Linked DNA regions of Anser cygnoides: region 1 is linked to region 2. The links are chromatin contacts, called in public Hi-C maps. All regions are on one chromosome and are shown on one strand. The core of a region is the stretch at or near the end of the contact, and the rest is flanking DNA. Distances in the headings are between cores, read along the strand shown. Region 1 holds the start of ERG28 (ergosterol biosynthesis 28 homolog). Region 2 overlaps LOC125182329 (a long non-coding RNA gene).

The links. A called contact is a pair of places that touch in the nucleus more often than the background predicts.
Region 1: a contact with region 2 is called in a Hi-C map of liver, with 4 times the contacts expected there. The contact joins the promoter of ERG28 here to the enhancer-like site in region 2. A contact is called at or near these places in 2 of 7 Hi-C or Micro-C datasets (both in liver).

What each region holds. Positions count from the first base shown.
Region 1 is chr5:42,775,712-42,782,190 of Taihu_goose_T2T_genome, reverse strand. ERG28 (ergosterol biosynthesis 28 homolog) reads left to right here and starts at 4,136. Exons shown (of 4, transcript XM_048059951.2): 1 at 4,136-4,320; 2 at 4,447-4,537; 3 at 5,988-6,086; 4 at 6,223-6,479. The coding sequence starts at 4,188. The coding sequence ends at 6,238. It overlaps TTLL5 (tubulin tyrosine ligase like 5), which reads right to left and starts at 3,934. Exons shown (of 32, transcript XM_048059942.2): 1 at 3,690-3,934; 2 at 1,635-1,744. The coding sequence starts at 3,787.
Region 2 is chr5:42,649,102-42,656,401 of Taihu_goose_T2T_genome, reverse strand. LOC125182329 (a long non-coding RNA gene) reads right to left here. Exons shown (of 3, transcript XR_010831876.1): 3 at 6,876-7,014. Among named protein-coding and RNA genes, the nearest start is that of FOS, 5.5 kb to the left of the region's middle. Within about 2 kb of position 1,736, at least 3 of the 3 cell types and tissues checked have open chromatin away from gene starts, as enhancers often do. A contact at or near this core is called in liver, where this site is marked.

The sequences.
Region 1 (6,479 bases), core at 2,887-5,386, 120 kb before region 2:
CCAAGTTACCCATGCTACCAAACCACAGAGAAGAGCACCATAGGACTCGGCACAGAAGAGCTGCACTTAATCCACAGTAGCAGCACATAACAGACAGGTACTTTCTGTCACCATTTGCCTACATCTTGAGGCATTAAATCCCATGATGGCATTGAAGCAAATTACATCTGTCATCAGGTATAACATTTCTACATCGCTGAACGCTGTCCTATCAAAATAAAAACCTGTTCATTTGTTAGGATGTCCTGATATATGTATTTATATATTATTTTTTTAAACAGCTCTTCATAGCCTGCTTTATAACACTCCAAATAATGATTTCAGCTCCTTCTTCTCAATTCAAGATGAGTATTCCTAGCTAAAAGCAATCATGCCATATACCCCTCATTGACACAGTTAACGTATGTGACCACTTTTAGTGTTTTATTTTGGTCTTTCAAGGTCTATGAATTTTTGTTCATGTCTCATTCAACTGTACTGATCTTCCAATAAATATCTGCAAAAACAGTTGAAAAATAAAGTAAATAGGACAAGTATTAAATGAAAAAAAAAATATTTCCTGAGTAAAAAGTCATGATTAGGTCTCAGAAAATATGTTATACCAGTAAAAATAAGTCTAAAGAAAAGACTAAGAAGCATCATCATCTGGGACTAGACAAAGGTCTAAAGGATATTTAAGAAGTTGCACTGTACAGTAGTAGACTTGTTAAATAACAAAAAATCCTCTACTGCCTGAGAAAAAGCATAAGAAACACCACACTCCAATTAGGACACAAGTTACAGTCAGCATCAGCTTCTGCCACCATTCAAGTACGTTTGTAACTCACATCAAAAGGATCAGGAGTTTTTACACACAAATCACCTTCTCCACCCCTTACCCAAAGGAGCCAGGAGCATTTCTGCTTGGCTAGGACATTAGAAATGAGTGCACCAATTATCTAAGAAAGGGAGAAGCAAGAGAAGAAAGAGGTGTCAGCATCTACACAAGAAAAAGCTGAGTGGATTTTAGTTTTTCCCCAGCTCAGCACATCCAGAAAGAGTTCCCAGCCATACACACCCACAAGCACTAACTCTCGCAATCTGGAGTGACTCTTTGTAACTTTGCCTTATTTAGAAGCTCTCCCTTGTTTGACACTAGACAGGTTTAGTCTGACTGCAGTGCTCTTATAAAAGCAATCATTTTGCTTACAGCCTTACTCACAGTTGTGAGGCTGCAGAAACAGAGACTTGTTTTTAAAGCTTACTACTATTAATACCACTGTAGGGCTGGCGCCTCTGTTTCGTGATGAAACCCTCCCAAGACTCAAACTGGAAGGATTGATTTTAAGTTCTCAGCTACAAATTAGTGCATTTATCTTCTGGTCATAAGTTCTAGCACAGCCTCCAAATCTGATTTGTTCCAAATCAAAGCATTCCAGGACCCATGAGAGGGCCAAAGATAGGCACTTGTCACAAACTAAACGTGATAAACATTCACCGATTGACCAAGTGTTTCTGAATGTCTCAGAGCTCAGAGACAAGACTGTAGTTTCCTTCCTATCAATTCCTCTTCCCCACAAAGAGAAGGGAACATCTCACTGTGAGACTTCTGCTTCACACCTTCAGGCCAGAAGCTGTCGCCTTGCTGCACCCACCTCCTATTAGGCGGAGATAGCTGTCGTTGGTCAGAATGGCATCAGCATGAAAGACGAAGATAGGGATCCGCCTGCAGCCGCCACCAGTCCACCTGATGCACGGGTGATCCCTAAAATAGCAAGACAGTTAGCATTAGCAGCTGCTGAGCCTCACACACACAGCAGTTACTGACTGGGAGGACGCAGCAGTTCCCTGTGCTTGCCCATGCTTGCTCACCTAGCCCATGGGCAGGACACACGGACACACGCGAGGTACCCTGGTTCTCAGCTAAAAAGGGAACCTTCCAAATGATCCTCTTTGTGGGTCAGCCTTATCATTTTAAGTAGGAGCTTCGCTTAATTTGTATTGATTTTATTGAGTATAATTTGGGAGAAAACCCTTGAATTTTCAGCTACATTTCTCTGGATTTATAGCGCATCCGAGAACAAGATCCATAGCTCAGAGTAGGCTGTAACTACTGATAGCCACACAACCAGACCTTACAACACTGGTTTCAGTCTCTAATTTAAGACAAGAGATGAAAATCTGTGTATACTGCCTGGTTGTAATCCTGGGCTCTAAAGTGAGCAAAAGGGCACTCCTACAAAATTTGACAGACTAGAGAAGATTTGGCTCAAAACAACGAATTTGTGTGTTCTTCCTTTCTAATTTCTGCCAGGCGCAGTGGAACGTGAGCCCAGAATTCAACAGCGATGCCCCCAGGAAGCCACTCAAAGCTCCTCCAGGTTCCAAGATTTGTCCTGCCTAAAACAACAGCCCTACATTGGGAACTACCAGCTGCTCAGGTAGAGGAATTAAGGACACGCACACACAAATAAAATTTATGATACAAAATCCTAACATGACAGAAAGCAAACCTGTCAACTTGCTGAAGCAAATAAGACTCAGACTACTTATTACTCCTTGCTCAAGGCAACAAAACTATGAAAAAGTTAACAGAAAACAGAAACCAAGGAGTTGGAGAGACATATCTGTATCTTTCTACACAAAAAAAAATGGAAGAGTGGCATAAAGCAAGAAGCAGAAAGAAGCATTTGACAGAGAGAAGCATTTAACATGCAAGATCATTGCCTGCGAAAAGTTTGGAGACACTACAGAAGACAAAACACTTCCTACACTTCGCACAAGGAAAGTCCTTTTTAGCGTAACCTTGGTCCTCTTAACCAAGTTACCCCTGACAAGTCAATTCCACAGCACTGCCATCTGCTTCTGCTGCTTTCAGAAACCAACTGGTGGGGTGTAATGAGCTGTTCAGATGGAAGGGACCCAAGAGGATTCCAGAACTTACACGACCAGAGCCAGAGCCTTATATAAGTGGGAAATGAGCTGAGGCAACAGAAGGGGAGGTTACGTTAAGCCTGCCCCGAGGATTTGCAGTAAGGCTACCAGGGCTCAGACAATCCTCCAGGTGACGGTCCTTCATTCCTAGCGTGACACTTGGCCACTTAACACAGGCAGGCTGTTAGAAAGACATTGTAGTCACAGGCAGCTCTTCACCTGGTGGTCCATAAGGGTCTGGCAAGCCTGAAGCAGCTACTTCGTGTGAAGTGATGTTTCCCTAGAGCCCTAAATCCCTGCTGCTTGCAGCTGGGCACTCAGAAGAAACACACAGTGATAAGAAAACAAAGAGGATGCGTTAAAGTAGGTGCAGCTGAAATACAAAATAGGGATTCCAGTCTGGGGAAGAGGAAGGGAGCAAAAATAAAAGAAGCTACCAAGCAAGGATGGAACAGGCTAGTAACTAGAAGGGAGTTCAGAAGCTGAGGAGAAATATGAGAGCTGTCATAAGCCAGTTTTAAGAAAGGATATAAAACAGTGCACAGCAGGCCACTGTAGAGCAGGCCCTCCTTCCCTGCAGGAAGTTAAAAACTAAAGCTAAACAGCAACAGCGACAAAAAAAAAAAAAGCCGCGAATTTCCCTCATTTTCTCACGTGCCCCCAAGAAAGCTCCCAGCCTGCAAACACCGCAGAACAAGACCCCAGACAGAAGCAGTTCTGGAGCCCGCGCGGAGCGGCCCCCCCCCGGCCCCGCCGAACCCCGCGGCCCCGCTCACCTCAGCCCGTCCGCGACCCCCTCCTCGCCTTCCTCTTCCTCCTCCTCGGCAGCGGACGAGCCGCTCTGCTCCGCGTCCCGCGCCGCGGCGCCCGGCATGGCCTCAGGCGGCTCTCGCGGAGCTCCCGGCACGCGCGGGGGCCGTTAGTGGCCGTCAGTGGCCGCCAAACGGCCGCGGGGGGCCCCAGCCCGGCCGCCTCAGCCGGCCCCGCTCGCGCGGCGCTTCCCCGTTACTACAACAACCGCCGCGCCCGGCCCCGCCCCGCCTCACCGCGCAGCCGCAGCCCGCCGCCCGCACTGCGCAGGCGCGGCAGCCGGCCTCCTCTGGCTGAGGGAAGGGGGCGGGACCGAGCGCGGCGAGAGAAGGAGTTGATTGGCGGCTGCCGCTCTCGCGCCGCGTGGCGCGCGGCCGGCGGCCAATGGGAGCGCGGGAGCGCGGTAAGGCCGGGCCCCGCCGGGGGCGGGCGCTCAGTGTGCCGCCGACCGGCTTGGCGGCAGGATGAGCCGTTTCTTGTGTGTGCTGCGCAGCTGGCTGCTCATGGTGTCCGTCATCGCCGCCGGGAACACCCTGCAGTGCTTCCGCGACTACAGCTTCGTCTCCGAGAAGCTCTACACCGCCAGCCCCGGCCTCGGTAAGGGCTGCGCGCATCGCGGGGCCTGGCAGGGCCGCGGCTCCCCGCCGCTGCCGGCCCCGGAGGGGCTCCCCTGGGGAGCGCCCCCCGCCGACCTCGGTTCTCTCCCCCCCGTTTCTTGCGCAGTGAACGGGCTCCAGGCCCGGACGTTTGGCATCTGGACCCTACTGTCCTCCGTGGTCCGCTGCCTCTGCGCCCTGGACATCCGCAACCAGACGTACGTGAGGGAGGCAGGGCGCCTGCCTGCTACGGGGCCTGGGGAGCGGCATGGGGGGGGGGGGTGGCAAAAGCTGCTTCTGAGGGACTGGGAGCGTCCGTCTGAAAGGGCTTTGGGAGCAGCACAGCGCTTCTGCATTAGCTGGTTCTGCCTCCTGCCTGCGCGGGGAGAGCGTGCTCCTTTGTGTTGTGTTACCGGGAGGTCCGAGGGGATTTTGTGTCACGCATTTCTGAGCTCCAGCTTGGGAAGCATCTGCAGGTGTCGTTGCTGCTCTGTGGATGTTAAGCTAACTGCTGACGCTGATCCCACTGATACCTGGTACTTCTTTTCCTATGACAGCTCAGATAACGGCTGTGGCAGGCTGAGGGAGCCCTTGCTGTGGTCCTCACACTCCGCCTTCTGTCATATGCTTTTACCTGGGGCTGATGACAAGGCTTGAGGCACAGTGTGTAGCTGTGGCAGGTGTGGCAGGAGGCAGACTGTCTCTCCCCTGTGGTGGCAGAAGTCTTTCTGAGCGGGATTTTCCTGCAGTGACTCGGGTCTGTGCTAGGCAGAGCCTGTGCTGGAGGCTGGTGGAACTCACTGCTCTGTCACTGCCTCCTGCAGCCCCGGTGACTGCCCAGGCTTGTCTGTGGTGGGGAGGCGCAGGGACTCCGACTACCTGTATTAATCTGTGGCTCAGGGGGTCGTGGCAATGGCAATTGCAATAAAGCCCCTTGTTTCTCAGAAGGATTTTGTATCTTGCAGCTCATGGACCTGCTCCCTTTCTACAGCTGTGGCCCCTAGAGGGTAGCAGAGCGCAGGTGGGAAGATGTCTTCCTGGGCAATGCAGCCTGTAGTCAGCCATGTCCTCTTGCCCTGTTCCTCAGCACATCCAGTTCTCACCTCTTTTTGCATGCACACTTGCTTCTCACTTCACCAGTTCCCTACCTTTGCTCTCTCCCTTTTGCATACCTTCAGGCCAGACAGTGACAGTGGCTTTCAACGCACCAGCAAAGATGCTGCCCTGTTCTCCTCCCAGCTGTTGCCTGTGGAGCTTTTGTACCTCACTAGGCTGGGGACCAAGTGCCCTCTGTGCTCCCACAGCGAGGACGGACTGGGCAGCATGCAGATTTACTGCTTTTCCTCTCAGCCATGCTCATGCTATGGGGTGTGTGATAACCTGTTTCCTTCTGCTTTCCAACAGCCTCTATTACATCACACTCTTCACCTTCTTTATGGCCCTTGCTCACTTCCTCTCGGAGGTCTTCATTTACCACACCGCAGCCTTGACAATGGGAATTATGGCACCCCTCATGGTGGCGAGTGAGTAGAGCTCTGCGTACTTCCTTCCTGCCCCCCAGACTCCGTGGAGCTATCAGCTCCCCCAGAACTGTCCATGGGGCGGTGCAGGTGACTATCTCATCCGTCCAGCTCTTTCTACATGACTTAGACCATATCTCCATCACAGGTTTCTCTATCCTGGGGATGTTGATCGGGCTGCAGTACCTGGAGGTAGAAGCACTGTCACAAAACAAGAAGAAAAACTGACACCGAGTGTCTTGTACAGGTCAGCATTGTCTCCTGTCTTCACTGCCAGACTTCCACGGGAGCAATGTTGAACGTCCCCAGGACACCAGTCCCACCGGCAGATCGATGTTGGACTCTGTCAATCATTCATTGCTGAGTGTTTTTTTCTTGTCCAGGCAACACTTCGACTGACCAATGTCAATGACCAGGCCCCAGGGGAGCTCATGTCAAAGCTTGCTGGGGGCGTTTGGTGAGCGCCTCCCTGAGGGGTGGCAGGGAATGTCTCTGGCATGCCCCATGCACTAAGGACTGCTCTCCCCGTGCACCTGTGGGGAGGAGGTGTAGAGCCACCTGGGATCCACTGAACACTTTAGACAGGAAAGAGGGATAATGTGCTGCCCCTGGCACTGCTGTGTAACTTGCATGTGCATGT
Region 2 (7,300 bases), core at 487-2,986:
CCCGGCCCCCCGCTCACCCCCTGGAAAGCTGCTCCCAGGTTGACAGCGAGTGCCCCCACCTACTTTCACACCCCGAGCCGAGCCGAGCCGGTAAACTGAGCCTGGGCTTAGAAAGCCACAGCAGAGAAGCGCCCGAGGCGTGTGGGACGGTGCAACCCGCACAGCCAAAACCAGCTTCTGGGGCAGGAGCCGGCTGTGCCTAAATTTGGCTGCTCACCAGGGGAAAGTTCATGCCAGCAGCGCGGCGTGACGGCTCCGGCCCACCCGCCGCGTTTCGCTTTCCGTGCACGCACCGGGCGCCTGCCTCCTGCGAACGTGGGGCTGCCGGGGGTGGGGTGGGGACCCGGCGGTGGGGCTGGCACAGGGGCACGCTGCTGCTGGGGGCACCAGCGCATGCCCACGGATGCACACACACGCACGGCTGCCCGTGTCTCGCGTGCTCCCAGCACAGCGTGGGGCATCCTCGCCATCCACCTGGCCCCTGCAGAGCTGGGCAGAGCAATCAGGATGGAAAAGCAGGGAAGGGGGGCGATAAAGCAGTTTTGGGGCCCTTATCGCATCGCGGGGCTGGGGGCTGAGCCCTCCTCCTTGCATGCCACGGCTTGCCGCCGGCCTGGGAGCTCCCAGCAGGGCAGGGTTCCCACCTTTTCTGGTCCGTAAAGCACAGCGCATCCCCACAGCGAAGCATAAATAGTAATTAACGATCACAGCAGCCGGGCGTGTGACGGGGCTGTCCTAAAGCACAAACGCTGCCAGCAGAGACATCCCGGCACCTCGTGGTCGCGCAGCCGCGCGCCGCCAGCCACGAATTTCGCCCTCCCACCCGCTCCCCTCGCCCTGCCCGGTGCTTTAGGCCACTCCACGCTGGGTAAAACCGCCCCAGCACCACGGCTGCGCCTCGCCACGCGTGCTGGCTCCGCGGCGCCCGTCGCCGTGCTCCCGACCTTGGGCCCCAGCCTCTGGCGGCCGTGCCCCCGGGAAGGGCGTTCACAGCCGGGGACGAGCCGGGCGCGAAGTCCTCGTGCCGCCCGCGCCGTCCCGCCGGGTGCCTCTTATCTCCGCGCCGTCTGGGCCGCGCCGGGCGCGTCCCGCTGATACCGTCCCAGGGCACCGACCGGCCTCGAGGGGAGAGGGAAACACGTGGGGCCGGGGCGGCACGTCCAGAGCCAGCGGCCCGCGGGCGGCGCGGCTGTTTTCTGCCCAGCAGGCAGGATCCAAGCGAGGCGGGCACGGCCGCGCTGCCCTCTGCGGACCCCCGCAGGGAGCGTCCGGTGACACCCCGCAGCGCCCAGGGCGACCCCGGGCTTCGCGCTTCACACACGGGCGTCGCGGGGAGGCGGCGGTGCCGCGCACGCTGCTCTTCCCGGGGGCCAAGCCCGGGTAATGCCAGCGTCAGCCCACCCCAACCCCACGGCGGGGTGTGCTGGGGCGCGGAACCCGGCGGCACGCGGGGCCTGCGCGGGGCTGAGCCCCCCTGCCCCGGGGGCGGCCCGGGGGGAGCCGAGCCCCAGCCCCCGGCCCCGGGCCCCCCGCGGGGCTCCCCCCTCAGCCCGGGCCCAGCCCGCCGCGGGCAGTGGGCGGGGCCTCCCGCCGCCAAGCCCCGCCCCTCCCCGCCCCTCCCAGCCAATCCCCGCGCTGTTGCTGGGGCCGCGCCGACCGCCTGACGTTGCCTCGGAGACGGCGGGACGTTGAAAACACACAACGCGGGTGACGTCGCTGCGTGGTTTCCGTAGCAACGGGGCGGCGACGTCATCGCCCTCCCCCTCCCTCCCTCCCTCCTTCTACCACCGCCGGAGCTCTCGCGGGCGACGCAGGCGGCGGCGTCAGCCGCGGCGGGAGGGGCGGGGCGCGGTCGCCGTGGCAACGGCGGGAGGGGCGGGGCGAGGTCGCCGTGGCAACGGGTTGGGTTGTTTGGGAGGAGGCCGGGCCGGGCCGGAGGCCGCGGGCGGGGGCCTGAGGGCCGGGGCCGTGCCCCCGGGGGGGGGGCGGGCGGGGGGGGGGGGGGGGAGTCCCGCTGGAAAAGGCACAGGGGGGCGTTGGGGGCCCGCCCCGGCCCGGTGGGCTGCTGGCAGCGCTGCGGTGGGCGCGGAGCGCCCGTCCCCAGCCCGCTGTATCCAGTGTCACCTCACAAGCACGGCCACCACGCAGCAGGGACAGACCCCACACGTGAACCCCGAACGTTTCATGGCCCCCCACGGGCGGCCCTCCCGTCCCTGCGCACCCCACACAGCCCGGCCCTCCCCCGCCGCCAGCAGGCCTCGCCCCGTCCCGGAGCACGGTGTCGGCCGGTGTTGTCCCGCCACCGGCGGCGAGGCGCCCAGACGCCCCGTGCAGCTCCCTGCGCGCCGCGGGCAGCCCCGCTGGCACCACCGCCACCACCACCCCCCGCCTCCTCCCTGCCTCCCGGCGCACCGGGGTGCCCTGCCCGGCCCTGCCCTCGACGGCGGCCTCCTCCCGTGCCACACGCAGCAGCCGAAGCCGTGCAGGTGGAACGCCCGCCCGCGGCCGGCCGCCCACGGGCATTCCCCCGCGCAGCTGGGCCAGGCGGGTGGGGGACGCCGGGCGGCCGGGGGCTCCCCCAAAGCCGCGTGCTGCTGCGGCGGTTGCACAAGCGCCACCGACAGACACGGGAGGAGGGAGCCACATGGCTGCCCGAGCCCCGTCCGCGGCATCGGGCACCCCCGGGGGGGTGACGACTCCCAGCGCCTGCTCCTACCCCTTATCTGCTGAGGCCAGCAAACTGGTAGCCAGCCGCTGGCCCAGCCCTCGCCGGCAGCCAGGCTGCTGTCACCGCTGTTTGCTGTGCATCAGCGCTGTTTGATTTGGCAGGCGGAGGGCAGCGGGTTCAATCCCGGCTGTTTTACGAGGGCTGGTTCCTGTCCCACACCCCTCGTCTGCGAACGCGGCGTACGTTTAGGATACCCTCGCCTCGCCGCCTGGGGCAGGAAAGGGTGGGGCTGAAATTAGTGTTTACTTCTCAGGGGCAAGCCCGTGGTGCCTGCCTTCAGGAAGGCAATCACTGCCGATGAGAAAAGGCGCGCTGCGTGGTCACGGCACCCGTCACCGGCACTTGGGGACAGCCGGACGCGTGGGAAAGCGAAGGAGGGGGGCAAAGGCAGGATCTGTGCCGGGGTTTGGCCAAACACAATGCAGAGCGTGTCCACGGCCACCTGCTGGGACTTCACAGTCGCTCCCCTCCTCCTTGCTGGTCGCTTGAGGCTAATCCTGCAAGGGTTGGGACCGGTGATCCCAGGCAACAGGGCTGCTGGCACGGATGCTCAGCAGGGAGGTGAGGCCCGGCAGCCCGGTGTCCCCTGCTCATTGCCTCCCACCTCGTCTCCATCCAGCAGCCTGCCCTGCTCTCCGCCGGCAGCCGGTGAGCCCGCAGCGGCGGCTGTGTCGCACCCCGCTGACCGCAGGGCCTCACCCGGGGAAGGAGCAGTGGGGCAAAGGACGGAGTTCACCGTGCGGCACCGCTTCAAGCCCAGCCCTGCCCCGCCGCTGGTTCCCAAACCCGCCCTGCCCCGCGGCGTGCGGGCCGGCTGAGCCGTGACGTGGGCCGGGAGGCTCGGGAGGGGCGAAGGGGCGCCCCGCAGCAGCCCAGCCACCGCGGGCGCCTCTGATTCAGCAGCACCGGCGGCAGCGTGGCCAGGCATCACCCTGCTGCCCTCCTGCCCGAGCTGCGCGTTTCCGCTCCTTCTCGTGCACTGGCCTGGGAAATCCGAGGCCTTTTTTTTTTTTTTTTTTGGCCAGGCTGCACGCCAGCTAGGGTGGCTGCCGCTCAGTCTTGCCGTGGGCCGCCAGGGCCCCCTCCCTGCCAGGGAGCCCCCTGCCCTCCTCGCCGTGCCCCCGCGCAGAGCTGCTCTCTCACGCTGCCTCAGCAGAAAACCCTTTGCTGCTGTCAGTCAGTGCCCTGCCAGTTTAGCAAGGTGAGACAGCTGAGAGCAAAGTCAAGAAGCAGGCCGGGTGCCGTGCCAAGAGGGCCGGGAAGAGCGAGCCTGCAGCGGCCGGGCTCGGGCCGCCGTGGAGCTGCAGGCTGGGAGGGCCGGTACGCGGCGGTGGTCAGTGGCTCTGGCAGGAGGGCGGCCCTGCACGAGCAGAAAGTGATTATTTTTCTGCCAGATCAGCTCCCAGATCCGGTTCGCCAAGCGGCTACGTTGTGCCGGCGCAATGGGGAGGATGTGGGTGAGCGCTGAGGAGCTGGGATCGCTCAGACCGCTTCAGACAGCCCTGGCACCGAAAAAATGTAACCATGGCCACAGAGGGACCCCGCGTTAATAGGGCTGCAGTTACCTGCAGAGCCTTTGTGAGGCCGAGCCTGATTCAATCCCTTACTGAACTGCCTCGCTACGGCCGATTTAATGAGTGCTGGATGTGAGCTAGCAGGAGGCATGGCGGTGCTTTCACCTGCCCTTCCGCCGTAATACCTGCACTCGTTTGCACTTTCAGGCAGAGCTGAGAGCGAGGATGACTGCCTGCTTTCCCATCACGATTTATCCCAAATGTGTCATGTTTTCACTCCCAGAAGCATTTTAGTTTCTTCTTAGTGCCTCTCGGCTGCCCACTGTGGGTCCTGGCAGTTTGGTGGCCTCTGCCGCCCTGCCCGGCGTGCCCGGCGTGCGCGGTGAGCTGTACCCACAGCAGCCTCACCCGGGGCACGCGCTGCCCGGCCAGCACCGCGGGCGTTACGGAGCCACCAAGCCCTCTGCCCGCTGCTCTCAGGCTGAATCCACCCGCATCATCTTCCAGCCCCATCCCCGTCCCGCGGGCTGGGGTACACTCATTCTCCCTGCACTGCTTTATCTCTCCCTCCCCGGCAAGCAGGATCCCTCCGGAGTGAGCCACCCGCTGCTATCGTGACTGTTGCGAAACAGTTTAACTTCCTACCGGCGCGGCAGTCCCTGCCTGCCAGCCTGCGCCGGGTGCTCACGCCTCCAGCGCTCACATCCCTTCTTCCTCCTCAGTGACGTGCGCACATGCATGCTCCTGCATGCACGCCCCTGCCCTCCCCTGTTGCGCCTGGTGGTTTCCCAGGGGCGAGACCCTGCCCGGGGGAGCGCGTGGCCCGGGGGAAGCGACGGCGAGGCTGTCAGCACGGACGGGGGATGCACGGGGTGGGCACAGGTCCCGCCGCCACGGAGGCAGCTATGCCACCGGCACCTCCGCGTGCAGGCGGCGGCGATAAGGGCGCTACAGGCCCCTCGTCCGGTGGCCGACCCGCCCCAGCGTGGCAGGCGCTGTGCCGAACGCAGGGCAGCGACGCCCAGCCAGGAGGCCGTGGAGAGGCTGGCGGCAGGGGCACAGAGGCTGAGCCGGGGCAGGAGGAGGGTGCAGGTGACCCGGCGGGGCAGGGCAGGGCACGGCGGGTGCTGCGCCAGCCGCGGAGGCTCAGCCGCCTTCCCGGGAGGTGACTCTTTAGGAAGTGGGTGCGTCCCATGGCGTGGGAGCTGCAGGGGAGCAAGGGGAGCCGCGGGACGGGCTGGGCCACGCTGTGACCCCCCCCAGGTCACTGGGGAGGAGTGAAGCGGCAGCAGGGCCGGGCTCAGAGGAGCACAGGAGCTTGGCGGGGGGGGAGCGGGGCTCCGCTGTTTTCAGGGGGGAATAGGATCGGGGGGGGGGGGGGGGGGGGCAGAGCTGGAGCTGGGGAAGGGCAGGAATCGCTGCCGATGGGCCGTGTGCCGTTGCATCATGACACGTCGGAGTTACTTTAGCTTCCAAATCCACATCGCGCTGTTAAATTCGCTGATTGCACAAGAAACAAAAGCAAGAGGCATTCCCTAAAACTCCCTCCGGCGTGTGACCCAGATGTTGGCAGACCTGCCTGTGCCAGAGAGAGGAGGAGGAGGGAGTCCCAGTCACGCCGCCTCCTTCCAAAAATTCCACGACCCGGCTAGCCTACGGCCCCCTGCCCTGCCTCCCAGCCGCAGACCAGCCACCGGTGCGTTGCTCACAGGGCCGCAGGAGGGGCCAGGCTGAGCTCCCTGCCGATGGGGCGCAGCCTTTTGCGTGGGGCCAGGCATGCGGTCAGGGCCGGGATCACCCCACGGCGCGCGTGACGTGCAGGAGCTGGGCAGCGGGAGAAGCCCCTGGGGCCGCACGCCGGAGGTGCTGCTGCTGCTGCCACCTAACGGAGCCGCTCCCACGCCGGGTGACGGTGTGGGTGCCCCACGGGGCGGGCTGCTGCGTGGGGAGCGCCCGTACCGTGGGCACCGGCACGAGTGAAACCCCAAGCGCACGTCATGCGTGTAAAAGCAGCCAGAACGGAGCACCCCGTCCCCCCCCCCCGTAGCTGTCCACCCGTGGGTCTCGCTGCCACGCAGGTGCCGCACGCGTGGGTGCCACGGGAGCCCGGGGCGAGCACCCGAGCTGGCGTTCGGCGGCGGCGGCTGCGACGGGGAGAGCGGAGCGGCTCCCGAGCAATGCAGGTCACGGCAGGATGCTTTATATAACCCAGAGCCACAGAGAAAACCAAAATAGCTGCCTCCCCGCTGCTCAGTTAGTCTCTTCCATCAAATGCGGATAAAATTAGAGCAGGCGGTGACGCGCGCCTACGTCTGCACAGGGACTCCAGGGAGACGCAGGGAGACGGCTCGGGGCTCTGCCATCAGCGGCACGGGCTGCCGGAGCTTTCAAGTAACGTCCGTGGGCCAGGCCGGCGTGTGGCCGCGGGGGACAGACGTGTGGACGAGGGGGCGGTGGCGGGGGCCTGGCTACCGCAGGCTCCCCAGGGACTGCTCCACGCCTCGCCTCGGCCTTTCGGGGAGGCAGCGCGAGCGCTCGGACGCGGGCCGACCCCGAGCAGGGGGTGCCGGAGCTGGGGTGTTGCTCCGAGGGCTTTCCGTGGTGCGCAATGGGCTGGCAGCCAGAGCTGCTGGCTGTCCCCTGGAGGTGACCCGCGCTGGCCAGCCCCGTGCTGCCTCCGCTGGCTTTGCGGCTCGGAGGAGCCCCGGGCTCTGTAGTACTGGCGGGCGGTGAAAAGCTGACTCAGAAGGCGCTGCCTGGAGGCTCAGACCCCTTGGAGGAAAAAAAAAAAAATGAACAGAAAAAAAAGAGCCAGGACAAAAGCCTAGGCGAGGAGCTGGAAAAGGGGTGCCTACATCTGTGTTTAGACTCCCAGATAAGGTCTGAGTCCGTCACTGATAACACAAGAAACTGCAGTTGCTAAAAGCCTCTGCATACCAGAGACTTTTATTGTTTGGTTTACCGGTCTGGACACAGGGGAGGGAGCCAGGAACGCGGTTTTCTACCCCATGGAGACACTGCCCTGGTCTGTGACCTTGGGCGCATCTTCTCCTGACGT